Regions from separate parts of the Zea mays genome. Here regions 2 and 3 are each linked to region 1. A link is a contact called in public Hi-C data. All regions are on one chromosome and are shown on one strand. The core of a region is the stretch at or near the end of the contact, and the rest is flanking DNA. Distances in the headings are between cores, read along the strand shown. Region 1 has its middle 85 kb from the start of LOC100274724. Region 2 has its middle 86 kb from the start of LOC103638763. Region 3 has its middle 17 kb from the start of LOC100284102.

Region 1 (3,603 bases), core at 785-3,284:
GAATGATGTACGAAAACAGGGTATACCTGAGGTCCCGATGGTGACAAGCTACCTGTGGCAGAGGGTGGAGTCGGACGGCCTCGTAACTACAAAAACAACATATTACTTCCAGTAAAAAAATTCAGTAGCACCTCCCATATACGGTGAAGTTTCTAAAACCTACAGAGAAATGAACAACGAGATGGCTGACATGCACACTCAACAACTGAGATAACAACATTATGGCTGACATATACAAGGACTAAATATACTCAGATGTAAATAGCTAGCTAACTTTATATACTAACAACTAAATACCTAGCTAACTATATATACTAACAAGTAAATAGCTAACTAACTATACATTAAACCAAGTGAACATGAGCTAACTAAATACTAAAATACTAAACACTAAATACTAAACTAAATACTCCCTCTGGTGCAGTAAAGGTAGTCGTTTAGGACATGATTGTGCATACCAAGGAGTGATTAATTATCATGGAGTTTTCCCTGTTTGCCCTTATTAAATAAGGATATGGGTGCATTGATGTCACCAAAACAATCAGGCTCGATTGGTTGCTGCCGCACTTCCCGAGGCATTCTAGACTAGAGGTCTCAAGCTTGATTTCTCTTGAGCGCATCTTTTTTTCCCGATGCAATTACTCAGGGGCAGTGACGTCCAAATCCCAGACCCACGCGCGCTACGACTTCTTTTGTGCACGCTCAGTCACGCGCAGGATGACTTCCTTTACTGCACCGGAGGGAGTACTAACTAAATGTTAAACACTAACTAACCACTAACTACTAAACTAAGTAAATACTAACTAAATACTAAAGAAATACTAACTAATTACTAAAGAAATGCCCCTTACCTTGCGGTGGCGGTGCGTGGAACACGGCAGCGGTCCGATGAGCAGGCCGCGCGGGCGGCACCTGTGGGTGTGGGCCGGCGGTCAGTAGCGGTGCGGCGGCGAGGCGGCCTGGCGTGAGAAGAAAAGGAGAGAATGGAGAAAGGAAATGGTGCTTGAGCATAAATCCTAGCTCGACCCTAAGATAAGATATATGGCGTCGAGTTAGATGGTCGTGGGCTGCCACGTTAGCTACCTCGGCGCCAAGATCTATTGCGCCGAGATGTGTTGTCTCGGTGCCATGATCTATGGCACCGAGTATAGGGTACAAAAACGACATAAAGTCGTCTAGTGGTCTAATCCTAAAAAAATTAAAAAGAAGACTAAAATACAAAAAAAATCGGTTTTTTCGCGATAACATGTAACTATGCCTACGTGTTGGCTAGGGGTGGAAACGAGCCGAGCCGAGCTCGGCTCGGCTCGGCTCGTTGCGGCTCGCTCATGTAACGAGCCGAGCTCGGCTCGGCTCGCCCATCTCACGAGCTCGAAAAAGCGGCTCGGCTCGGCTCGCTCCTGGCTCGCGAGCCGGCTCACCGAGCCAACGAGCCTAGGCATAAAATTAAATCTGCTCTCTAAATTATAATATAAAATCTTAAAAATATTTTAAATAACATATTTTAAATTAGTAAAATAGATATATCACTAATATAATATATAAAATAGATTATTTTTGTATAGTAATCTCAAATAACATAAATTAATTGCCTGCTCAGTATTAATATTATATGCTAATTAAGATTTTATGTAACAAATTGTTGTTGGGTCGAGCCACGAGCCAGCTCGCGAGCTGCACCGAGCCGAGCCGAGCTGGCTCGCTCTTTTCACGAGCCATAAAAACAGGCTCGGCTCGGGCTCGTTCGGAGCGTCGAGCCGGTCCGAGCCGAGCCGAGCTGCTGCGAGCCCGAGCTAGCTCGTCGAGCTCGAGCCTTTTTTCCAGCCCTAGTGTTGGCTTTCTAGCCAGGTGAGAACATACACATATATGCATGGTGACTACTAGCTTGGTTGAGATCGATCGATAGTGGAGAGGACGGACGGTCCTTTCCGACGACAAGCTAGCGTGACGACGACGACGTCGTCGTCGACCCTCTGCGCGCTCGAGGCGCCGCTTCCAGGCTAGCCGCACCGCACCGAGAGCGCCTGCTTTTAGAAAGTAGCGGCGGGCACGCCGGGCCCACGCGCGTGGATTTTGTTGATGGACGGACTCGCGCGCATTATCATATGGCCACCGCGCGCTATTAATCTTAGGCCTCTCGATTATTCTCCCCCGCTTTCTTTCCCGCCTTTTCTTTTTCCTATGTACTACATAGGCGGGGAAGAACTCGTTCATCGATCGTCTCGAATCCTTCTGACGTCCCTGCTGCAGCTATAACTGAGTTATCCTGACGAATATTAATTTGGTGTTCATCAAATCAAAGAAAACGCTGTCGTCAAGGCACCTTTACTAGCTAAAGCGCTCTCTAGCTTGCTATAGTTGTATGTGGATATATAGTTCGGCATGGATCGGCTAGAATTAATTAGAGGATGTTTGGTTTTTAGGAACTAATTTTTAGTTCTTTCATTTTATTTTATTTTAATTTCTAAATTGTTAAATACAAAAGTTATAATAGGATTTTAGTTTATGTATTTATTAATTTAGAGACTACTATAAAATAAAATAGGAAGACTGAAATTTTGTCCCTAAAAATTAAACACCCCATTGCATTACATAAGCGGGATGCACGCAATGGTGCGAGCGCGCGCCATGCACAAAACAAACTTAATTATTTTTTTACATATTTCTACTGTAAAAATAAACTAATAAATGATAAATATTCGAAAAAGTATGTAGTAGTTATTTGCATGGATTCGATTCATCACCTTTAGCAACATGTTGTGTGTGTCTTCAGAAAATTTTTATTTAGGGGGTGTTTGGTTACACCATGCTAAAATTTAGCCCCTGTCCCATCGAATGTTTGAACCTCCGTTCCGGGTATTAAATGTAGTCGGATTATAAAACTAATTTGTTAGCCGAAGATTAAAAGACGAGACGAATCTAGTCCAGTTGGTTGGGTCTATATTTCATACTCCTATTTAAAAGTCAAACGCTTGATGTGACCCGAACTAAACTTTAACAGGAGCAACCAAACACCCTCTTATAATAGCACCATTGTTATAATGTCATATACAAGCGGTCTGGCCGAGATTCTTGATGGTGGATTTGAGTGACTGATCTGACCCCTGCCAGACTGCCACTGAGCCACAGAAACCAGGTGCCACACGAACCAACAAGTACAGGCGGATAAGTATACGTAGTAGCCAAAAAGAAAAATACTTTTGGAGACAAAAAAAAAAGAAATGAAATTAAAGGACCCTGCTGGAGGGCCGCAGCAGGAGTACAAACAAATGGTCGCACACATTGACTCGTGGACCGTACAAGTGGAGCGAAAGTCGCTAACTTTATTTGCAATAACTTCAGTACTTCACATTCAGAACACTTAGACAAAAATCTAAGGGCGAGCTTTATTCGAAAAATAAACTAATTGCAGCTAAACTTTATATGGGCCCTTGTTTTGCGGAGTATTAGCACGATAAAAATCGGTGCACAAAGTCTACGCAAACGTACGTACGTGTCGCAACCAACTACACCCGGCCGGCTATCTCTTCATTCCGGTCCGTTGCGTATTTGCGTGCGTACGCTCCTGTGGACGTACTGGTTTGATTTACCCACGTCTGGTGG
Region 2 (3,603 bases), core at 453-2,952, 170 kb after region 1:
ACAAATCAAGGCTCAGAACAATGTTGCAAATTTCATGGAAAAAAGTCACAAATCACATGAATCTCTTTCATTAATGTGGCTTTATTGAATTACTCATATGTTACTGGAATCTCTTTCATTATTCATTATAAGTGCACCAAGCAAAAAGACTGTTAATAATACTAATTATCACCTACCTTGCCCAAATTACAAGTGCTTTAAGTACCAGCATGCGGACAACCCCGTGCGCAAGGCAGTTGCTATCAGGCTGACCTCTATGCTGCAATAATAAGAACAGTATTGGCACTTTTTCTTCATATCTAAATTTCCTAACTTGCATATACATTGTACTTGTGAAAATATGAACCGTTTCATCATGAGAAATAATAGTTTTTTTCTAGCGTAAGAGAAATTTGGATGGCGCCAGTCGTTGGTAGGTCTCAAAGAAGCTCGCGTGCACTCTACGTTCACGGTACCTCTCTCTGATGGATCTGCATTTTTATTTGTATATGGTTACTAAAGTTGGGTGTTGGGGTAAGCTGTTTGGCTGTTTTATAGAAATATGTATATGGTTACTATATACATTGCTATCATTTTGATTCATGATCAGATGAATGTAGTCCTCATTATTTGTCTTTAAGAACTATCCGTTGATTGGTAACATGCTTTATCAAATTCTCATGATTTGCCTTTAAGAACTATCTATTGATTGGTAATATGCTTTTGTTGTCTTTCTTTTACGGTAGAAGTTTCTAGCATCATGTGTGATGGGTACATACATGTATTGAATGCTAGAAGTATTTATGCTAAGAAGGTTTAGAGGCCACGGATGTGGCTGCTGCCCCTGCTTTCAGGCAAGCTTCTTTTTCTAATGGAGACAACTATCCTACCAAAACAAACATCTTTCACCTTTCACAACCTACTACTTGTTCTATTATTTTTCAGGCATTGGCAAGATACACAAGAAGGGAGGCAATTTGCCTATTATTGATTGGTTATATTTGTGCAACTCTTAAAGCAATTTCCATTTTCTTTTTGAATAAGTTAAACTCACAACATACTTCTTGTCTTGTATATTCTCACTACACTACCACAGACAAAGGTTCTATGTACTCTGGGAACTTCAAATTCACAACTGTAATACCCTAAAAGTTATATTTGAAGTACTTTAGGATGTTTACCTCAAAATTAAAATATTAAGGTTGTGAATCAATGGATTAAAAAAAGTGCCTCTCGGGGTTACATTATTCTTTTAATTGAAACATATACTTTGTGATACTCTTTGAAGAAGTATACAAAAGTGAGGCCTAATAAAAATTTCATGATCATTTATATAAAAAGGTAATAGACATTTAGGTTTGAAGGAAGTTATTACTCATTTTATTTAATAAGTAGTATAAAGAGGGACCCCAATTAGTTAATTATGTATTGCATCTCAATTAAGTTTAGGGGCATTTACTTAAAATAACAGAATACTAATAGTAAAATAAAAAAAATATTTTTGCATCATGTGGTATTTTGTTTGGGCATTCAAATATTTGAATATCAAAACTAGATTTGAACTTGAAAATAAATTAAAAGACAAAAGAAAAGAAAAGAAAAGAAAAAAAGAAAAATACAAACTCATACCTGCGTTTTGGGCCGAATTCCTAGTATCGCGGCCCAGCTTCCCTTTCCCACGCGCCAGCCACACGGAGCCTACGCGCGCAAGCTTTCTCGCCGACTGGTGGGCCCTCCTTGGCTGAGGCATCCCTGGGAACAAAGCTGCCGAGAACACTGGTGCTCCGAGGATTTTGGCCCCGCGCTTCAACAAACGCATTGGCGTCCTCCTCCACGGCTATATAATACGGTACGCCAGAGCCATACCATCCCGTCGAGCCCAACCCAGGACCCGCCACGGGTGAAGCAGAGGAGATCGTCTCCATAGCTACTCCTTGTCTGGGCACGAGACTGATGCCGGTGAAGTACTCGAGACAGTTCGTGGTGGCGCGCTACATGTGGTCGTGGCCTTCTCGGGCGACGTAGTCCACCAGAGCACTACCAATTGCTCACCAGAGAAATTTAGCCACCGTGGATCCGCTCCTCGCCGTGAATGAAGTCCGGCATGACAAAACCATGGGTAAGGAATCATCCATGAAGTTTGGATCCTCTCTTCATCGTGTAGAATTATTTGGGTGGGGATTTGGGGGCTGGGGGCGTCGAGCGCCTTCAATCTAGCCAGCCGCCGCATGCAGGGGCGACGCCGCCTCATCCGACCTGTGTGGTGAGGGTGGATCGGGTGCCATTGTATTCCCTATTAGACGATTGAGAATAGAGATGGTATAACTTTTTGGTTGTTTTAAATCATGACTGTCAGATCTTGAGGTGTGGTTAAGATTATAACCTAGCATATCCCTTCGTCGGTGTTTTATGGGTCATCGATCTTCGTATCAACGACCTCAGTTGCATACCGGTTCGTGGTCTGGTTCTTGCCATGGATATCAGATCCAATGGCCAGATCAAGACCGTGTGTAAGCCGCCGCGACAACGTTGCTAAAAAACCCTGGAATCTTTACAAATCAACTCGTAGTCCAGGTTAGTATTAAAACCATTACAGAGAGGCCCTAGAATTAATGAAAACAACCCTGAATCCTCGAATATTTATGCTCGCGGCCCAGCATACGCAATATACTTATAAATAAATTCTGAAAATGGTTTCCATTATAAAAACAATTCATAGATATTGGAAAACCCCATAACTTCTTCATTTTAACTATGTTTTAGTCTGTTCCAGTTGCGTTAGCTTCGTAATAAATTTTCCTACACATTAAAAGCATTATTTCTATCATCCTACATACTATCATAATTAGATATTTATTTAACTTATGTTTATTAGACTAACTCTTCTAATCGAGGCTAATATGTTTATAATTATAAATTTTACTAAAATATTATCTCTAATCAAGTTATAATGAGGTATCTCATTAGATTATCTTTCTCACATGATTTATAAGATCAACGTAAGACCTAGTTTTAATTGCTTAATCACATAGGTCTTCCGAAAACCATATCTCTTTAACCACAACTCTGATTTCAGTGATTCTCAAACCCATGATCTCGTAGTAGCGCATAGAATATTCTTAAGTTGTTTGTTCTCGTGATTGGTGTACTGTTATTTTTATGTACTTCTTGTTTATTTGTATGTATTGCTATGAGTAGCAGTGAGGTCACGAGAATCTGAAGACCAGCTTGGGAAAGTACTTTGGATCTTGAGTCTAAGGCAAGTTGTGCCCTTGATCACTCTTTTTTACCTAATAATGTTCTCCATTAATCAATGTGACTTACTCAGGTTAAATTGATGTGACCTAATAGGTTTCCCTAGTTTTGTTTACCGCACCCTTGCAGACATATGAACTATTGGGTAGACTTGCTACTACTCTACCTAGGTTTGGGATTAATGTTATATTTAAATTATGATCATGTTCTAATTATGCTGTTATTTTAATTATTATTCATGACAAGATCATTGTGTTGATTGGAACATGGAGCTTAACTTGAGATAACCGTGCTAACACAAGGGTGGAATGGGACACACTTGACTGACTAATTAGGAAAGCTAGTGGAGGACTACCTTACCCGATAGGG
Region 3 (3,603 bases), core at 477-2,976, 140 kb before region 1:
GACTTCGCATGAAAAAACCACCAACATAAAAGTTATGAAATTTTGTTGTTGACAATTTTTTTTGAATTTCGGCTGTCAAAAATTGCATAAGAATTTGTCAAATTTAAAATGAAAATTTTAACTTTGGTATTTATGATCAATTTTGACTTGTAAAAAATTTAACTTCCTATAATCTCTATCAATTTACCTCTAACCGAATAAGCTGTGAATAGGGCCTCATATCTGTTCCCCGATACTGGATGAACCATGGATATGATACGCTGAAACCTGGGACCATATTTTGATCATGTCCTGAGTCCCGACTCCTGAGTGATGGCGACCTCAATGGTCAGCGAGGAATTCTGATTTGGATGCATTGTATCTGTGCTAGCTGTGTTGGAAATGACTGGGGATTTCTCTATACATCCGGCGGGTGTGTTCCTCGTGGACTCGTGGTGGTTGTTGATCTGGCTATGCATGTTACCGATCCACATGTACAAACTGTGGCAACAGGATGGGCAGCAAACCAACAGACCACAAATACTGGACGTTGCCACTATCCTGTTCTGCATATACTGGGCGCTTTTGAGCCTATTAGCGAATGATGTCCAGGCCCATAATTTGTTGATCAGTTTTCGTTTGAGAGGCACAAAATCGAAAGAGATCAGAGGAACTTGAATAAGAAGGTGATTTTTAGTCCTTCCAATACTTTTCGATTTTGTGGCTTCAAACTAGCCCTAAAGGCTACAGGTCATGCTTTACCATGGCTATGCTAATCGCAAATGAAGCAATTCAGTTGTATAACAGGGCCTCGTGATCGTATTAGCTAGATTCCAAAACCATCAGTCGTATGATCTTGACCTTTGTCTTTGTGGACGATCGCCGGATGGAGTATCCGGAGGTTCAGAATTAATGAGCTCGGCGACTACATACGACATACAATCTGGCCTTCCTCTTCTTGTCCTAGTAGCTTAGTGAATTACTATACGTCATCTTAGCCGCCGAACACGTGCCTAGCTAGTCGTCTCGTCGGCCGTGGGCGTCGCCGCTTCCTCATCGCCGGCGCCTTCCTTCCGGGACGACGCGCACCTGGCCGTGGCCGCCGCCGCCGCCGCAGCCTCGGCTGCCGCGAGCCTCTCCCGCAGGGCGCCTGCCTCGGCCCGGAGCCGCGCGTTCTCCCGCGCCTCCCGCGCGCGCGCGGCCGCCACGCGGCTCAGCTCCACGGCCAGCCGCGCGTTCGCGGCGCGGAGCGCGGCGACGCGCGACGACAGCTCGTCGAGCTGCCCCCTCCGCCGGGCGCGCGCGCGCCGCGCCGACTCGCGGTTCGACGCCTGCCGCCTCGCCTTCCGCTCGTCGCGCGCCGCGGCGCCTGCGGCCGCCTGCTCCTGCTGCTCCAGCTCGCCCGCGAGCATGCTCGCGCCGGCGCCGTGGCCACCGCCAGCCGCGGTGCCCGGGCAGGACGACGGCCCCTGGGCGAGCGAGCCGTGATGGTGGTGCGGTGTGACGAAGTAGAAGCTCGCCAAGTCTGCTGCGCCGAGCGTGTGGCACACCAACGTCGCCATGTCGTCTCTCTGCATGATTGGAATGGAAGCTAATAGCTGTTGCAGGGTAGCTCTCCCTCCGAAGTTAAAGTTGCAAATGACGAGGAGATGGTTTGGAAGCTAGCTGTTGTCGTATCCTCTTCCTCCTCTAAATCTAAAGAGGGACTCTTCGATCGATGAAGGGACCGAGGGAAGGGGACGACGACGACGACGTATTTATATATACAGATACAGATCGAGGTGAGTGAGTTTCTTTAAACTGCACACACAGAGAGAGAGCCCTAAAGCTTCAGGCATGCATGATGCATCGTGCTGACGGCGAACCTTCCTTTTTGCGTCCGATTGCGTCTCCATGCAGGATTATCCTGTCGAATTTCGGGGTGCGATTGCTGTCGTCTGGCTGCAAAAAAATTTGTTCGCCAAGTAGCACACGTCAACAACCATCGTAGGGCGATAGTAGCAGGGAGAGGAGATAGATATATAGGGCCCCTTTCTTTATTCAGAAATAGTCGTCTTCTCGTGTGGAAAACTATATATGCCATGGAGTCGCTCCAATTCCTGCCCACTCTTTTTCATTCATCGGAAATTTTGCACGCAGAAAGCCTTGGATTTCGAAGCGTTGATTTGAGATTTCGCGCCTTTTCTTTTTTCTGTGAGATTACTATCATGTTAAAGGTTTTTTTTTACGTCGCTCAAGAGCGCGCGTGAGGACAAGAATAGTGCACTTGTCCACGGGGGGTATACTTTAGTGAGCAGGTCTTTTCATTGCGTGACGAAGTGACGCCATTGCCTTTCGCGCCTTTCTTTTTTTCTTGTGTGTGTCGAGATATGATAGCAATATGTTTATGTATAGTGATGCCACAAATAATGCCAGTAGTTACATGTGGTTGTGAGGTTTCTGGTACTGTCGGTCAATCCCTTTGGCCTTGTATAGAGACGTTTAATTTGGTTCGATCGATAATACTCTATTAAAATAGTAGCTAATTTTAGGTTTTATTTGTCATATGCCCATACCCTTGTGTTCATTCATCTATGAGTATATTTGGAACTTGAATACAGACATGCATGCATCGTCTATGAGTATATATATTTTTGTGCTAACGCCGACATCTAAGCGTATGCACACGTACGCGATAATGTTCTTTACGATTTTAGGCTTCGTAGGCTTAACTAGTTTGCATATCGCCAGTTCTGATTTGCTTACCTACCAATGCCATTAGCAGCAATGATTGTTCCAGTTTGGTGTATGGTGCTTATAAGACAACGGGACATGCATGTCTAAAAGCAAAATGTATAGGAGTATTGTCCATTGGATCACCGGGGGTTTAATTAAAACAGGGCTTACTAATCTGACGACGACATGAACTTGTATATGGTGACTCTTGCTGGCCATCAACGTACTTTTGAAACGGCAAGGCATTGTCTTCCAATCTTCTCAACACCACCGTGATCGAGCTCAACAGCAGGTTACTGTCTTAGCCAAACTTTGCTTTAGCACTTTTCCGACCACCATCCTGTTTTTATTGCCATATGCCTATGCCATCTAGAAACACTTCTTTCTGATTATCCAGGTAGGCATGTAGTGTTCACAAATAATGGCAACTATTTGATGTCTAAGACATTCAGTTCATCTTCTGCGTCTAGGAGTGGTAATGGACTCTAGATTTTATTTAAGGATCAAATCAGATTAGGATCAAGATCTATTCTTATTTATTTTTATGCTAAAAATAATTAAGTACCATTCCGATCGTAACCCCATTACCATCCCTGCCTCTACCTGCATCTTAGACTGGGCAATTCGGTTTGGTGAAGTTTCGGTTTTCACCTAATAATAGCACCCGATAGGTTTGTTTGAAAACTGAAAACCGAGCATTTTGGTTTCGACTTTTTTTTTTTTGGTTTTCGGTTTAAACCAACCGACTGAAGCTCTCAACATTCAGGGAATACATGATGGGGAGGGGGCCGGGTGCAAGTGCAAAGCATCACAGCACTGCCGTTGTCTTGGTCGGAAAAACTTGACGAGGGTGGTGCCGGTCGCGGCCTCCCTGCTCGGCTGCTCGCCGCCGTCCCCGCGCCGGCGCGC

The links. A called contact is a pair of places that touch in the nucleus more often than the background predicts.
Region 2: a Hi-C map of ear shows a contact between it and region 1, with 1.6 times the contacts expected there. The contact joins two enhancer-like sites. A contact is called at or near these places in 2 of 25 Hi-C or Micro-C datasets (ear and leaf).
Region 3: a Hi-C map of bundle sheath shows a contact between it and region 1, with 2.2 times the contacts expected there. The contact joins two enhancer-like sites. A contact is called at or near these places in 3 of 25 Hi-C or Micro-C datasets (bundle sheath, ear and tassel).

The regions. Positions count from the first base shown.
Region 1 is chr9:103,204,492-103,208,094 of Zm-B73-REFERENCE-NAM-5.0, forward strand. No RefSeq gene overlaps it. Among protein-coding and RNA genes, the nearest start is that of LOC100274724, 85 kb to the right of the region's middle. Within about 2 kb of position 2,035, at least 15 of the 20 cell types and tissues checked have an H3K27ac peak or open chromatin away from gene starts, as enhancers often do. A contact at or near this core is called in bundle sheath, ear and leaf, where this site is marked.
Region 2 is chr9:103,377,944-103,381,546 of Zm-B73-REFERENCE-NAM-5.0, forward strand. No RefSeq gene overlaps it. Among protein-coding and RNA genes, the nearest start is that of LOC103638763, 86 kb to the left of the region's middle. Within about 2 kb of position 1,703, at least 18 of the 20 cell types and tissues checked have an H3K27ac peak or open chromatin away from gene starts, as enhancers often do. A contact at or near this core is called in ear and leaf, where this site is marked.
Region 3 is chr9:103,066,160-103,069,762 of Zm-B73-REFERENCE-NAM-5.0, forward strand. No RefSeq gene overlaps it. Among protein-coding and RNA genes, the nearest start is that of LOC100284102, 17 kb to the left of the region's middle. Within about 2 kb of position 1,727, at least 11 of the 20 cell types and tissues checked have an H3K27ac peak or open chromatin away from gene starts, as enhancers often do. A contact at or near this core is called in bundle sheath, where this site is marked.